Regions from separate parts of the Macaca mulatta genome. Here region 2 is linked to region 1. A link is a contact called in public Hi-C data. All regions are on one chromosome and are shown on one strand. The core of a region is the stretch at or near the end of the contact, and the rest is flanking DNA. Distances in the headings are between cores, read along the strand shown. Region 1 holds the start of PNRC1 (proline rich nuclear receptor coactivator 1). Region 2 holds the start of RNGTT (RNA guanylyltransferase and 5'-phosphatase).

What was found. Hi-C and Micro-C count contacts between places; a contact is called where the count stands out from the background.
Region 2: a Hi-C map of fetal cortical plate shows a contact between it and region 1, with 2.5 times the contacts expected there. The contact joins the promoter of RNGTT here to the promoter of PNRC1 in region 1. A contact is called at or near these places in 6 of 14 Hi-C or Micro-C datasets (blood, cortical neurons, fetal cortex germinal zone and 3 more).

What each region holds. Positions count from the first base shown.
Region 1 is chr4:96,904,156-96,910,758 of T2T-MMU8v2.0, forward strand. PNRC1 (proline rich nuclear receptor coactivator 1) reads right to left here and starts at 3,364. Exons shown (of 2, transcript NM_001266366.1): 1 at 2,779-3,364; 2 at 1-485. The coding sequence starts at 3,321. The coding sequence ends at 42.
Region 2 is chr4:97,010,744-97,017,368 of T2T-MMU8v2.0, forward strand. RNGTT (RNA guanylyltransferase and 5'-phosphatase) reads left to right here and starts at 3,355. Exons shown (of 15, transcript XM_028847364.2): 1 at 3,355-3,628. The coding sequence starts at 3,565. LOC144340317 (a long non-coding RNA gene) reads right to left here and starts at 3,218. Exons shown (of 4, transcript XR_013416298.1): 1 at 2,846-3,218.

The DNA.
Region 1 (6,603 bases), core at 2,114-4,613:
TGGGAAAAATTATGTTTTACACACATACTGAAATCTGAAATCTAAGTTTGAACTTTCAGGAGCGTTTTTAAGTGTACTGCCATCAGCTCCCTGTTTTGGTTGGAATTTTCAACAGTGCTTCCCATCCAGTGACTAGGAGGCTTTGGAAGAACACTAGGAGAAGGTGGATCACTAAACTTTGCCCCAGCATAATTTTCCTTTTGGCTCACTTCAGTTAGAAATGCTGATTTCTTCAAATGCGAATTTTTAATGTTCTCGGTATTTTTAAAAGGCTTTTTTTCCTGCTTCTGAATTCTGTCAGATGAAACAGAATCCTGCCAAAAGCTGTTTTCATTTCTTTTTGCAGAGGTGATCTTGGTTAGTGGCAAGTTATATTTGCTTTTCTGTCTGTTTATCTTTGGTTGCTCATACAAGTGTATACCATGAACAAGCTGGCCGTGGGGAAGGGCAATTTTCTCCGATTTTCCCATCTTTGATTTTAAAACCTACAAAGACAAGAACACAAAAGTAAATATAGTTTCTAGATAAAAATCAGTTATGAACCTCGTATCACATATCTAGTTTTGTTGTGTTTAAGTTTGCCCACAGCCATAGAAAAGAACAAAATTATGTTCTTCGTAGCAATACATATGTAGTTGGGGGCCATTACCCTAAACGAATTAATGCAGAAACAGAAAAACAAATATCACAAGTTCTCACTCGTAAGTGAATTTGGGAGCTAAACATTGGGTACAACATGGATATAAAATGGGGAACAACAACAGACACTAGGCACTACTAGAAGGGGAGGGGACCTATTGGGTACTATGCTCACTACCTGGAATGGGATCATTCATACTCCAAACCTCAGCATTACGAAATATACCCATGTAACAAACCTGCTCAAGTACCTCCTGGATAAATAAAATAAGAGCTGCAATTACAAAAACTTTAATTGGGCAGGGTGGCTCACGCCTGTAATCCCAGCACTTTGGGAGGTCAAGGCAAGTGGATCGCTTGAGCTCACGGAGTTCGAGACCAGCCTGGGCAACATAGCAAAACCCCATGTCTACTACAAATATAAAAATAAGCCCGGCGTGGTAGCACGTGCCTTGGGAGGCTGGCTGAGGCGGGATCCCTTGAGCCTGGGATGGGGAGGCTGCAGTGAGCAGAGATCCATCGTGCCACTCCATTCCAGCCTGGAGTGCGATAGAGACAGACCCTGTCTCAAGAAAAAAAACAAAAAAAACTTGACTTTTCCCTTGACTTTTAAGTTCACTCTTGTTTGCCACTAAAAATGCAGTTAATCACCACTGCTAGTTACCAGTATGCAACGTGAACCAGTTCTAAAATGTCAAACAAAAAAAATCTGAAATAACCCAAGCCGACCTTTCTACAACTTTAAGTTAGACTAATGAGCTCTCTTCCAAATATCAGTGCCAGAAACAATGTTTGCTGTGTACCCCCCACTTCCTGGTTTAGTAACTGTTTCAAGAACGCTGCTTCACTGATCTTAATCTTTCCTAACTTAGGTGGGCCTTATAGGAGTCTTGACCAGATGGAAAATCATAACGTAATCCACTAGATCACTGCACTACCAACGCTTGTAACACGGTAGTAAGCACGACACGACACGAAAGTAGAGCACAACTTTCCACGTCTGTAGGTTCACTGCCAGAGCTCCCTGGTTAGTAGCTGTTCTAGAAAACAGGCCAGGAAACAAGCACAAAAGCTTTTAGGTAATCACGGATATTTCAAAAGTCGTGTAATTTTAAAAGGTGGGAGACATTGAGAAGATAGGTTAAACACGGTGGGCAAATTTAGTAATTTTTTCCCAAGGGCACAGACAAACTGCAAATCTCTAATTCAATGCAACATTCTTCACTAAATAGCGGGAACTTTTTCATTTCATTATTTCGAAAAGAGTCACTGAACTTAAGTCCATCAAACGTTATTTTGACAAGACTTTGAAATCATTTCGTAGACTTAATCCCATTTAAACTTCTATCCATTTTATTCTAATCCAATAGCACTGCAATCAGCAGTCGCTAACTCTTCTGAAAACTTCTTCTGGACACACTAACACGAAGTACACAGTGGCAACGGTAATAAAATCAGTTTTGTGCGGCTCCTGCCAACTCCGAACTTAGAAGAAACCATTAAGTAGGTCAAGCCCGCGGCGGGCAGAGCCCCAGCTGGACTGCGCGTCCCACACGGGGCACCTCATATTTCGGCACAACTCCAAACGAAACCGAGCTGCTCAGAGCCCACTCCACCCCCCACGGCGGGACGTCAGAATCCGTCTCCGCGTTTCACCGATTAGGACTGGGGCTCTCGACAGCCGGGAGGCCGATAGCGGGGCCCCGTCCTTCCCTGGCCGCCCACACCCGGCCTCGCCTCCTTCATGGGCGCCGTAGCGCCGGGCACGTAGCGCGCGCTGACGTCAGCCCTCCCGGGGGCCCCGTCCCTGCCCCCACACCGCCGCGCGCCCGGAACGCCGAAACCCCCTGGAACGCCGCCAGCCTTCTAAATCGGGGCTGTTGCTGGGGCGCAGCGGCGCTTCTCATTGGCCGACTCCTGGGAGCCAATCAGAAGCACCAGCGCATGCCTCCCCTTCCCCCTTCTTCCCCCAAAGCAAGAATGGAGAGGGCGTCACGGAAACTTCCCTCCCGAGTAAACAGCCGCCCCCCCACCCCGCCCCCACCCGTCCGACCCCCCCGGTGCAGGACCTGCAGCCCCAGAGCTCAGCCGCGACCGTCTAAGGGCCCGACTCCCCAAAGGCCCGCTGGCAGCCCTTACTTCTTTCCTGAGCGGGGTTTGGCCGGGAGCCGCGGGCCGCAACGGGGCAAGGTCGGGGCTGGCTCCCTCCGTGCGGGTTGCGGCTGCAGGACTCGGGGCCAAGGCGGCGGCCGGGCCCGGAACCTCCTGCGCTGCTCCGCTCGGGCCGGTCGCCGGGCTCCGGCCGCCCTCCAGACTCGGCCGGTGCTGCTGGTACTGGTGGAAGCGGCTGGGCAGCTGCCCTGCGGGGCTGGCCCGCACCTTCTTCTTTCGCCGCTTCTTCGGCGCTGCCCGAGGGGTGCCTCCCGCCACGGCGAGGCTGCGGTTGGGCAGAGCTGCTGGAGCGCGAGGCTGCGGAGTCAGACACGGGCCATCTCCCCCTAAGAAGTGAGGGAGGAAGAGGGTCGGGGGCAGTGCCCGGGGGTCCGGGATCCGGGGTAAAGGAGGCGGAGCCGTGGTCACCATCGGGAGGGCCCCGAAGTAACCGCGGGAGGAAAAGCCAAGCGGCGCAAGGCGGCCACCCAGGACGAGCGGCTCCCGCTGCGGGACGGAGACGACGGTCATAGCGCTAGGAAGCTTGTCGCTCAGCAACGAGGAGAGAAGGAGGTGAAGCCAGTGAAAATAGGGTGACGGCGATGGATGCTGCTAGGAGAGCCAGAGAAGATCGCGGAACATGACTCGGGCGGTGGCGGCGCAGCAACAAATAGCCACAGCCCCAGCTCCGAGTGTTGTTATCGGAAGCTCCGCCCCGCGCCCGCCCACTTCCCTGCGAAAGCCCAATCAGAGTGCGACAAGGCAGGCCACGCCCCCTCGCTCCGCCTCCGCCGCTTTGGGTAGACACACACAAACAACCAGCTTGCTGCAGCCTGGCACAAAGAGCGCGCACTGCGCAGGCGCTGCCAGGGAGCTCTTTCGGGAAGAGTCGGTCCCGGGAACAATGAAATTGGGTTTCCGCCCCACCCTCCTTACCCTCCCCAGCACGCCCCCGCGCTTCGCCCGGCTAGGGAGTGGTGGGATTGAAAGGTCCCGGCGGAGTTTGTTGATGGGGGTGGGGAAGGGAGGGGGCAGGGGGAGGGCGGCAGGAAGAACGGGGGCGGAGAAGAGGGGGACGACTCTGGCAAGGCCACGGTTGCCGCCTCCGCTGCTGACCTTGGGGAAGTATCCGTTTTATTTTCAGCCCAACATAACAGCGTTATCATTTTAAAATAAAGATTTCTAAGTACGCCGTAAGGATTTCTTCCCTAGCAATCGTGGAGAAAATCAGTCTACATTTAAATTATATCTACTGAAGTGTGGCTCACGATTCTTTCGTTTACTTGGTTCGGCATCGCTGCTTATTAGTCCCGGTGATCAGAGTAAAAATCAAAGCGACTTACTGATTGAATTAGTCCCTCAATGTATAAAAAGTTCTGCGTAAATCCATAAATGGAAGCTGGAGTTTTTACTGACTTCATAGTTGAAGGATTGTGAGACTTTGGGATCGCAACATTGTGCCTGGTTACTTGAGGAGGCGGCAATCCGGCTTGCATCTCAAAGGGAGAAAGTGAAACAGTTCTGCAATATACAGAGTATTTTGTTAGCTGCGTGTAGATAGAAATTTCTCATGATCTCCCCGCACTGCTCAACCACAGAAAAGAATTGTGGCCATAATTTATCAAGCATTTATGTTCCAGGAACTGTTATTTACATAAATTGTCTCACTTTAACCTCACAACAACTCTTATGAATAGGTACTAAGAAAAATAGATCAGACCTCAGCTCTGCGAAGTAGGCAGGCTGTCATTCTATTCATTTCACTACTAATGCCTGGGGCAATTGTTTAAAGGCATTTTGTTCCTGTTTAGCTGCCTACGCATTATCTTTATGTTTCTGGAATTTAAGATAACAAAGAATGTATAGCTAGTCAATAGCCCATGATATTGTATGGTAAACATACACATTCATGGTAAACAATTTAGAAGCTGCCTCTTTTCCTTTAGAAACTTACTTGTAACTTGCTAATCCGAGTGTATATTCAGGGCAGCTTGAACCTGTGGTCCTGGGTTGCGGTCCTCAAGCTTGGCCTAATTTTGCCTCAGCTTCTTTTTAGAGGGACACTACTATATTTTATCCCCATTTTACAGCTGGGGAAACAGGCTTAGAAAGGCTAAAGGACTTGTCAAAGATCAAACGGTAAGTTAACATCAGAATTTGATCTCCAGTCCAGGTACGGCAAGACAAAAGTTTTAATTTTTATTTATTTATTTATTTATTTTTTTGAGTCTCGCTCTGTGGCCAGGCTGGAGTGCAGTAGCGCCATCTTGGCTCACTGCAACCTCCGGCTCCCTGGTTCAAGCTATTCTCCTGCCTCAGCCTCCAAGTAGCTGGGATTACAGGCATGCGCCACCACACCCAGTTAATTTCTGTATTTTTTAGTAGAGACGAGGTTTCGCGGTATTGGCCAGAATGGTCTTGATCTTCTGACGTCGTAATCCACCCGCCTCGGCCTCCCAAAGTGCTGTGATAACAGGCGTGAGCCACTGCACCCAGCCCTGCCACACTAGATTCTATGTTATTAGAAGACCACAGTAATCTTACACTTACGTATCCTCACCGCCTCTCCACTAGTTTTCAGCTTTGGAGTAGTAAGCAGTTAGTAAGCAATGAAACGTTTTATGATTGATGGACAGATTGAATATCCGGAAAAATGCTTCCCAATCACTTTATAAACTTTTTTTTTTTTCTTGAGACGGGGTTTCTTTCTGACGCTCAGGTTGGAGTGCAATGGCATGATCTCGGATTACTGCAATGACTGCCTCCCAGGCTCAAGCGATCCTCCAACCCCAGTCCCCCATGCCGCTGAGTAGCTGGGACCACAGGCACACACCCCGATTCCTGGCTAATTTTTTGTGTTTTTAGTAGAGGCAGTGTTTCACCATGTTGCCCAGGCTGATCTCGAACTCCTGAGCTCAAGCGATCTGCCTGTCTCTGCCTCCCAAAGTAATGGGATTACAGGAGTGAGCCACCAAACCCAGTCAACCTTATAAGCTTTTAAAACCAGGTTTCAGGCCGGGCGTGGTGACTCACGCCTGCAATCCCAGCACTTTGGGAGGCCAAGGCGGGTGGGTCACCTAAGGTCAGGAGTTTGAGACCAGCCTGGCCAACATGGCGAAACCCTGTCCCTACTAAAAATACAAAAATTAACCGGGCATAGTGGCGTGTGCCTGTAATTCCAGCTGCTAGGGGGGCTGATGCAGGAGGATCGTTTGAACCTGGGAGGTAGAGGTTGCAGTGAGCCGAGATCATGCCACTGCACTCCAGCCTGGGCAACAGAGTGATACTCCGGCTCAAAAAACAAACAAGAAAACTACATTTCATTCCAATTGCTGAATTTTACTCATTTTTGTTTCTGCAACATGTGATACATAGTAAGTGCTCATGATCATTGGATGAGTGGGAATCATGTACATCCAGAGCTGCAAAAGAATCTACTTTTTCAAGGTACTTTCCATCTGTCATCTCATTTTATTCTTACTCTAGCACTTTAAAGTAGATAAAGACAGGTCCTATTTAACGTATGATGTAAATAAATCTAAATATATAGTAACGTGTGTGGGCGGGTCACCCAATGAGATAGGAATAACTCAAACTCCTGATGCCTACTCCAATGTTCTTTTCACTATATCCCATGGTTTTTAGGCTTGACTTTATCTGGGGATAATATCATACTGTCCTGGAGAATAATTTACCCTTCAGGGACCTGGTCATTGGTAGCCAGCTCTGTGGGGCCCTTGGTCAAAGATACTTATTATTGTCTATGTGTATTTCTTGGGTGAATGTTGGAGTAATTATGTGTATAACTTATCA
Region 2 (6,625 bases), core at 2,105-4,604, 110 kb after region 1:
GCAGAAGAAAACCAGTCCCAACAAGATCATTTTTCACAACCAAACTTTACAGAGAATATAAACAGGGATCCTTATCATTCCTAGCCTAATGAAAAAGAAAAAAAATCTGGTTTAAAAGTTAACTGATGGCCGGGCGCGGTGGCTCAAGCCTGTAATCCCAGTACTTTGGGAGGCCGAGATGGGCGGATCACGAGGTCAAGAGATCGAGACCATCCTGGCTAACACGGTGAAACCCTGTCTCTACTAAAAAATACAAAAAAAAAAAAACAACTAGCCAGGCGAGGTGGCGGGCGCCTGTAGTCCCAGCTACTCGGGAGGCTGAGGCAGAATGGCGTGAACCCGGGAGGTGGAGCTTGCAGTGAGCTGAGATCTGGCCACTGCACTCCAGCCTGGGCCACAGAGTGAGACTCCGTCTCAAAAAAAGAAAAAAAAAAAAAAAGTTAACTGCTGATGGGGTGAAGAAAAAAGGATGCCTGGGGGAAGAACCTCTTATTCTTATGCAAATGGTTCCTCTACCAGGGAGAGAAGCTTAATTACTGTCAGCCTTGGCCAGGAAAGGGGAAGATGCTGTGGACATGTGGCATTCTCCAGCCCCAGCTGGGAGGAGAGAAGGAGCTTGGAGCCACGGCTTGCCTGTCCTTCCCAAAAAATGAAGGCAAAGGCCACGGAAAGGCCCTTGACCCCGGGGAGGGTTGGGGGTGGGGGCACGGTTTCCCTACCCTCAGAAGTCCATGCATGAAAAGGCTTAGAAATGACAGAGAAGTTTTGAGTCCCCATGTCACTCACCACTTCTCAAGTCCCACATTGGGTGCCAAAGCTGTTGTAGGACTTTCTCCTTAGTTCAGCTAAGAGCTGGGTCCTTGCAACACGGCCATGAAATACTAGGCTTGCAGATGCCTTGAAGGGTGAGAATGGAATTTATTGGGCAAAAAGAAAAAAAGGGAAACAGAGACTCTCCCCAAAGCCAGAGTGCTTCCTGCCTGGGAGACTGAATCCCAGGTTCCACCAGGAAAACGAGGGGCCAGGTTCCTCCCCACTGCGAATGGCACAAATTTCCCAAGGTTCACCCCAGTGTGCATTCCTCCCAGTGCACAGGTCAGTAGGAGATTCTGCCAGGGAACCCTTCCCACCTGGCTGTCTTACCAGCACTTTGGCAGGCTGACGTTGGAGGACTGCTTGAGCCCAGGAATTTGAGATGAAAAAAGTATAAAAAAGTTAGTGGGGTGTGGTGGCCTGCACCTGTAGTCCCAGCTCCTTGGGGGCTGAGGCGAGAGGACTGCTTGAGCTTGAGGGGTTGAGGCTGCAGTGAAGCTGCCCGGATCATGCCCACTGCACTCCAGCCTGGGTGAGACAGTGAGACCCTGTCTGCAAAAACAAAAGATTTATCTACATAGCAAAGTGAAGAGGAAGGATTAATAAATACAAGTGTTTCTCAAGGAAATGTCTTAGGAAAAGGGAAGACAGATAAGATCTCTCTCTTTTGCCAAAAGAGAACGTTCAATCTTATTTTTTACATGTATACACTCTTCCTTAGGGGCAAAATGGATGTTTGATGAAAGATTCACCAACGACGAGAATCTACATCTGATAAAGAGGAGACGAAGACATATCTGAGAGTGTGAGTCAGGGGTTCCAGGAAGCGGGGGAGGAATCACGTTGGTCCATCTGTGTCTATTTTTCTTCTCACAGAGAAGAAAGAGACTTGGGCCTAGGAGCAATATGGCAGAAACACACATCAGGCAAGTCATTCCTGACAGGCAGAGAGAAACTGCCTACTCATCGGGATGCCACTCTCTTATTCTACTCTCTATTGTGGGCAAAAGGTAGCCCCAGGGTCCTCCCAATTCTGTGGCACTGAGTATGGAGAGGGCATAACTGGATAGCTGAGTAAAAATCCAGTGCACATTGCTGCCTTACAGCCAATAATAGTTGCTCACCAGTGGTATGAAGCCTCTGTGTGCCTAGAACTGAGCTACTGGGTAGATACAGTGTGTGTGGGAAGGGGAGTCTCCAAGGGGAGTCATCCCCAGAAGGGGAAGGTAAGATACTCTTCCAGGATCAGGCTCACCTTTCCCATCCTTGAAGGGGGCTGGGGATGGAAGGTTTTATTTTTTTACCATTTTGGGCATGGTACACACTCTATCAGCAGAAAAGGGAATTAATAGGAGATTATTTGGGTAGACTGATGGCCTTAAAACAAACTGGGTATTATCTTGTTCTGTCAGGGGAGGAGTTGACACTTTCACTAACAGTTCTGAGCAGACGCAACAGCAGGACAGACCAGAAGTGTGACCTAACTCAGGCTGCCTCAGAGAGATGGCTGTCAGACTGTCTCTACTGATGGGACTCTTACTGAGGGGGTCCAGGCATTCAAGGGGTTGAGTTTCCCAGAAAGTTCCCCATCGAAGCTTTAAAAATGTATTCCCTGCAGCCTTATGCTCTTGCAGTTCCAATACAGCATTGGTGTTTAAAGCCAAACTACTTTATAATTGATTTGCCATCATCCAGCTTTATATTTAACACTAATTTAATCTGGTAACAAAGGAAAGGCTCGTTAAAGGACGGCATTCATAAAATGCTTCCAAGCACCTCTGCTTAACTCGAAGGGAAAATAAAAGGGACTGTTTATTTGGTAGGCAGAGGAGAACACCGCCACGAAACGGTTCTCCACTGAGCAACTCCTGCCTTTGTCAATTATACACATTATTTAGTAACTTTTTTGGAGACATGGACCTTCTCAAACTCCCCAGTATGCTTTGAAACTTTGATAAAGAAATGTACAAACAAAACTCTAAGTGTTCTGGAATTAATTTCAGACGCTTCATAGATCCTCGTAAGTACTCACCGTAAGAAAAATTCCCCATTTCTGGTACTCCAATCTCACGCCCTTAGAATTCTCCTAAGACTTATTCCCTTGAACAACTTTCCCTAATACCAAATCAAACCTAGATCCAGCTGGGACGCCAAGCTTGCGCTGTGGTAACGCTCAGAAGGCCTCCTTCATCAGTAAAACAGATGCCTTAATGGAAGTGACGGGCAATCAACGCATGGAAAGGGGCTTGGCTTCCCTCTTTTTTGGGTTTCTCTAGGTTGTCTAGATTGGAAAAAAATACACGCTTCGTCCTGCGGAGTTCGGTACAAACGCAATTGCACATATGCAAAGGCAAACCAGGAGCGCAAGTGCGCGTCCGGGGACCGCGACCGGGAGGGGCGGGGCCGAGCGGGGCGAGAGACGGACCGCTCCTCCCATTCGTCGCCGCCTTAACTCTTTGCTATCCTTCCGCAGAGCTTCCTCTTCTTTCCCTCTGACCTCGGAAAGAAGGGGGCGGGGCCTTCGGGGGCGGAAGTTGCAGTGCATTGTGGGTTCGCCTGGAGCGGTGGAGTTGATCCTGAATGAAAGTGGCGCGCTGCCCCTGACGTTACCCGGATTTGAGCGGCTGGAATTCGGATTACTGCTGCGATTCGGGTGTCTCGGACCCCGGTGCGCACCGGACCACGGGGAGGCGGCTGCAAAGGCGCGGCGAACGTTGGTGAGGGAGGGCAGCTCTGCGCAGCCCCCAAGACATGGCTCACAACAAGATCCCGCCGCGGTGGCTGAACTGTCCCCGGCGCGGCCAGCCGGTGGCAGGTAACCTGGACTGGGGGGTATTCGAATCCCCACACTCCAGCGTGCCCGGGGGTGGGCCGACTGAGGAGCTCAGCTTTTGGTGGTTCTGTGCCCGTTAGTGGTATTTCAGGAGTGGGATATGCTCCATCTGATTACGCTTCGTGGACGAATGTTTGGGAACATGAACGGGAGGGGATGGTCGGCGGATGGGGGGCACTTGTCACTATTCCTGCCAGGCTAACTGTGCGAATGTGAAGGTAGACAGTAGGTTGGTGGCAGGAGGTGAGGATCCAGGAATACAGTGGGCGTACTTTGAGTCTTAGTAGTTTGTGAACCTTTTAGGGTTCAACCTTCCCCTCGAATTAGAAGGGATGAGTGTCAGTCTTGAGATGGAGGAGGATAAGGAGGGAAGGGGCGGTTCCCAGCGGTGAAATGGGGTCACATTGAGACTGGGAATCTGGAGGGTGTTTTTGTTAGTTTTTTGTTTTTATTTTTTTTTGTGAAACAGGGTCTCTCGCTGAGGCTGGCGATCCTCCCACCTCAGCCTCCCAAGTAGCCGGGACTACAGGCTCCTGCCATCGCACCCGGCTACTTTTTTTGTTTATTTAATATATATATACACATTTATAATATATATATTTGAGACATAGTCTCTCTCTGCCGCCCGGGCTGGAATGCAGTGGCGTGATCTCGGCTCCCTGCCTTAGCCTTCCAAGTAGGTGGGATTACAGGTGCGTGCCACAACACCTGGCTAATTTTTGTGTTTTTAGTAGAGACGGGGTTTCACCATGTTGGCCAGGCCGGTCTCCAACTCCTGTCCTCAAGTGATCCGCCCGCCTCGGCTTCCCAAAGTGCTGGGATTACAGCCGTGAGCCAGCACGCCCAGCCATAATTTTTTTGTTTATTTCTTGTGGAGACAGTTTCACTATGTTGCCGAGGCTGCTCTTGAACTCGTGGACTCAAGCGATGCTCCCACTTCGGCCTCCCAAAGTGTTGGGATTATAGGCGAGAGCCACCCTGCTTGGTCTGGTTTTTGTTTCTTTAAATCATTTTTCTTGTAGTTTTTTTATCTTTATTGAGCTTGAATACAATAGGCTTTAAAGTGTACAGTTTGATAAATTTTGACTATATATACACAAATACATCTCTTTCCTAGGAAACAACCATGAAACCATCACCCCTCAAAGTTTCCTCCTGTCCCTTTTTAAATCTCTTTGCCTGGCAACTGCTGATCTGCTTTCTGTAATTATAGTTTGCATTTTCTAGAAATTTTTAAATAATTGGAAACATATAGTGAGTACTCTGCTTGGGGTGGAAGGAAGTGTGTGTGGCTTTTTTCACTAAGCATAATTATTTTGATACTCATCCAGATTATGCATGTATCAATAGTTTATTCCTTTTTTATTGCAGTGTAGTAGTCCATTGTTCTGGGTATACCACAATTTGTTTACCTCTTCATCTATTGATGGTCATTTGGGTTGTTTCCAGTTTTTAGCTATTACAAATAAACCTGCTGTGAACATTTATGTACAAGTCATTGTATGGACATATACTTTCATTCCTTTTGTGTAAATCTCTAGGAGAGGAATGGCTGCATCATATAATAGGTGTATGTTTTAAGAATTTTAAGAAACTGCCAACCTGTTTTCCAAAGCGGTAACACTTGATAGCCCCACCATCAATGTATTATACAGAATAAATTCAAAGGACTTAAAAACTCGCAAAAAATTTGGACACTTCACAAAATAAGATATATGAATAGCCAAAAAGCTATGATGGCGTGGTGGTGTGTGCCTGTAATCCCAGCTACTCGGGAGACTGAGGCAGGGGAATCACTTGAACCCGGGAGGCGGTGGTTGCAGTGAGCCGAGACTGCACCACTGCACTCCAGCCTGGGTGACAGAGTGAAACTCCATCTCAAAAAAAAGTAATTTGTACTTAATCGTGTAATTTATTAGTAAGGGTTCTCTACAGGGACAGAACTAATAGGATATATATATACACACACACGTAAAGGGGAGTTTATTAACTATTAACTCACACAATCACAAGGTCCCACAATAGGTTGTCAGCAAACTGAGGAGCAAGGAGAGCCAGTCTGAGTCCCAAAACTGAAGAACTTGGAATCCAGTGTTTGAGGGCAGGAAGCATCCTGTACAGGACAAAGATGTAGGCTGGGAGGCTAGGCCAGTCAAGTCTTTTCACATTTTTTTTCTGCCTGCTTTATATTCTAGCTGTGCTGACAGCTGATTAGATAGTGCCCACCCAGATTAAGGGTGGGTTTGCCTTTCCCAGCCCACTGACTCAAATGTTAATCTCCTTTGGCAACGCCCCCTACACCCAGAATCAATACTTTGCATCCTTCAATTCAATCAAGTTGACACTCAGTATTAACCATCACAGTAATTTCTTTGATATTTTGCATATTGAGGAAAATGTTATGGCAGTTCAAACTTATATGTTGCAAATATTAGGATTCACTTTACTAGTACTAGAAGTTCATAATTTTCCTGAATCAGAAAGAAAATGGTACTAACTACATATAATATGTTCTCCTGTGAAGTCACCTTCTCTAATGAAACCAGACTTGCAATGAGAGAGAGCTCTTGGAGACAGGGCCAAGCTTTATTTTCTGGAGAATTGTTTTTTCCTCCTTCTGAGTTAATAGATTTCAGGTGAATACTTGGAAGAAAACAAACTTATAATTTCTTTCCCTTTTTCCTTTTTTTTCCTTTTTTTTTTGAGACAGGGTCTTGCTCTGTCACCCAGGCTGGAGTGCAGTGGCGAGATCTTGGTTCATTGCAACCTTTTCCTCCCAGGTTCAGGCTATTCTTCTGCCTCAGTCTCCTGAGTAGCTGGGACTACAGCTGTGCACCACCGTGCCCAGCTAATTTTTGTATTTTTAGTAGAGATGGGGTTTCACCATGTTGGCCACGCTGGTCTCCAACTGCTGACCTCAGGTGATCCACCTGCCTCGGCCTCCCAAAGTGTTGGCATTACAGGCATGAGCTACCGCAC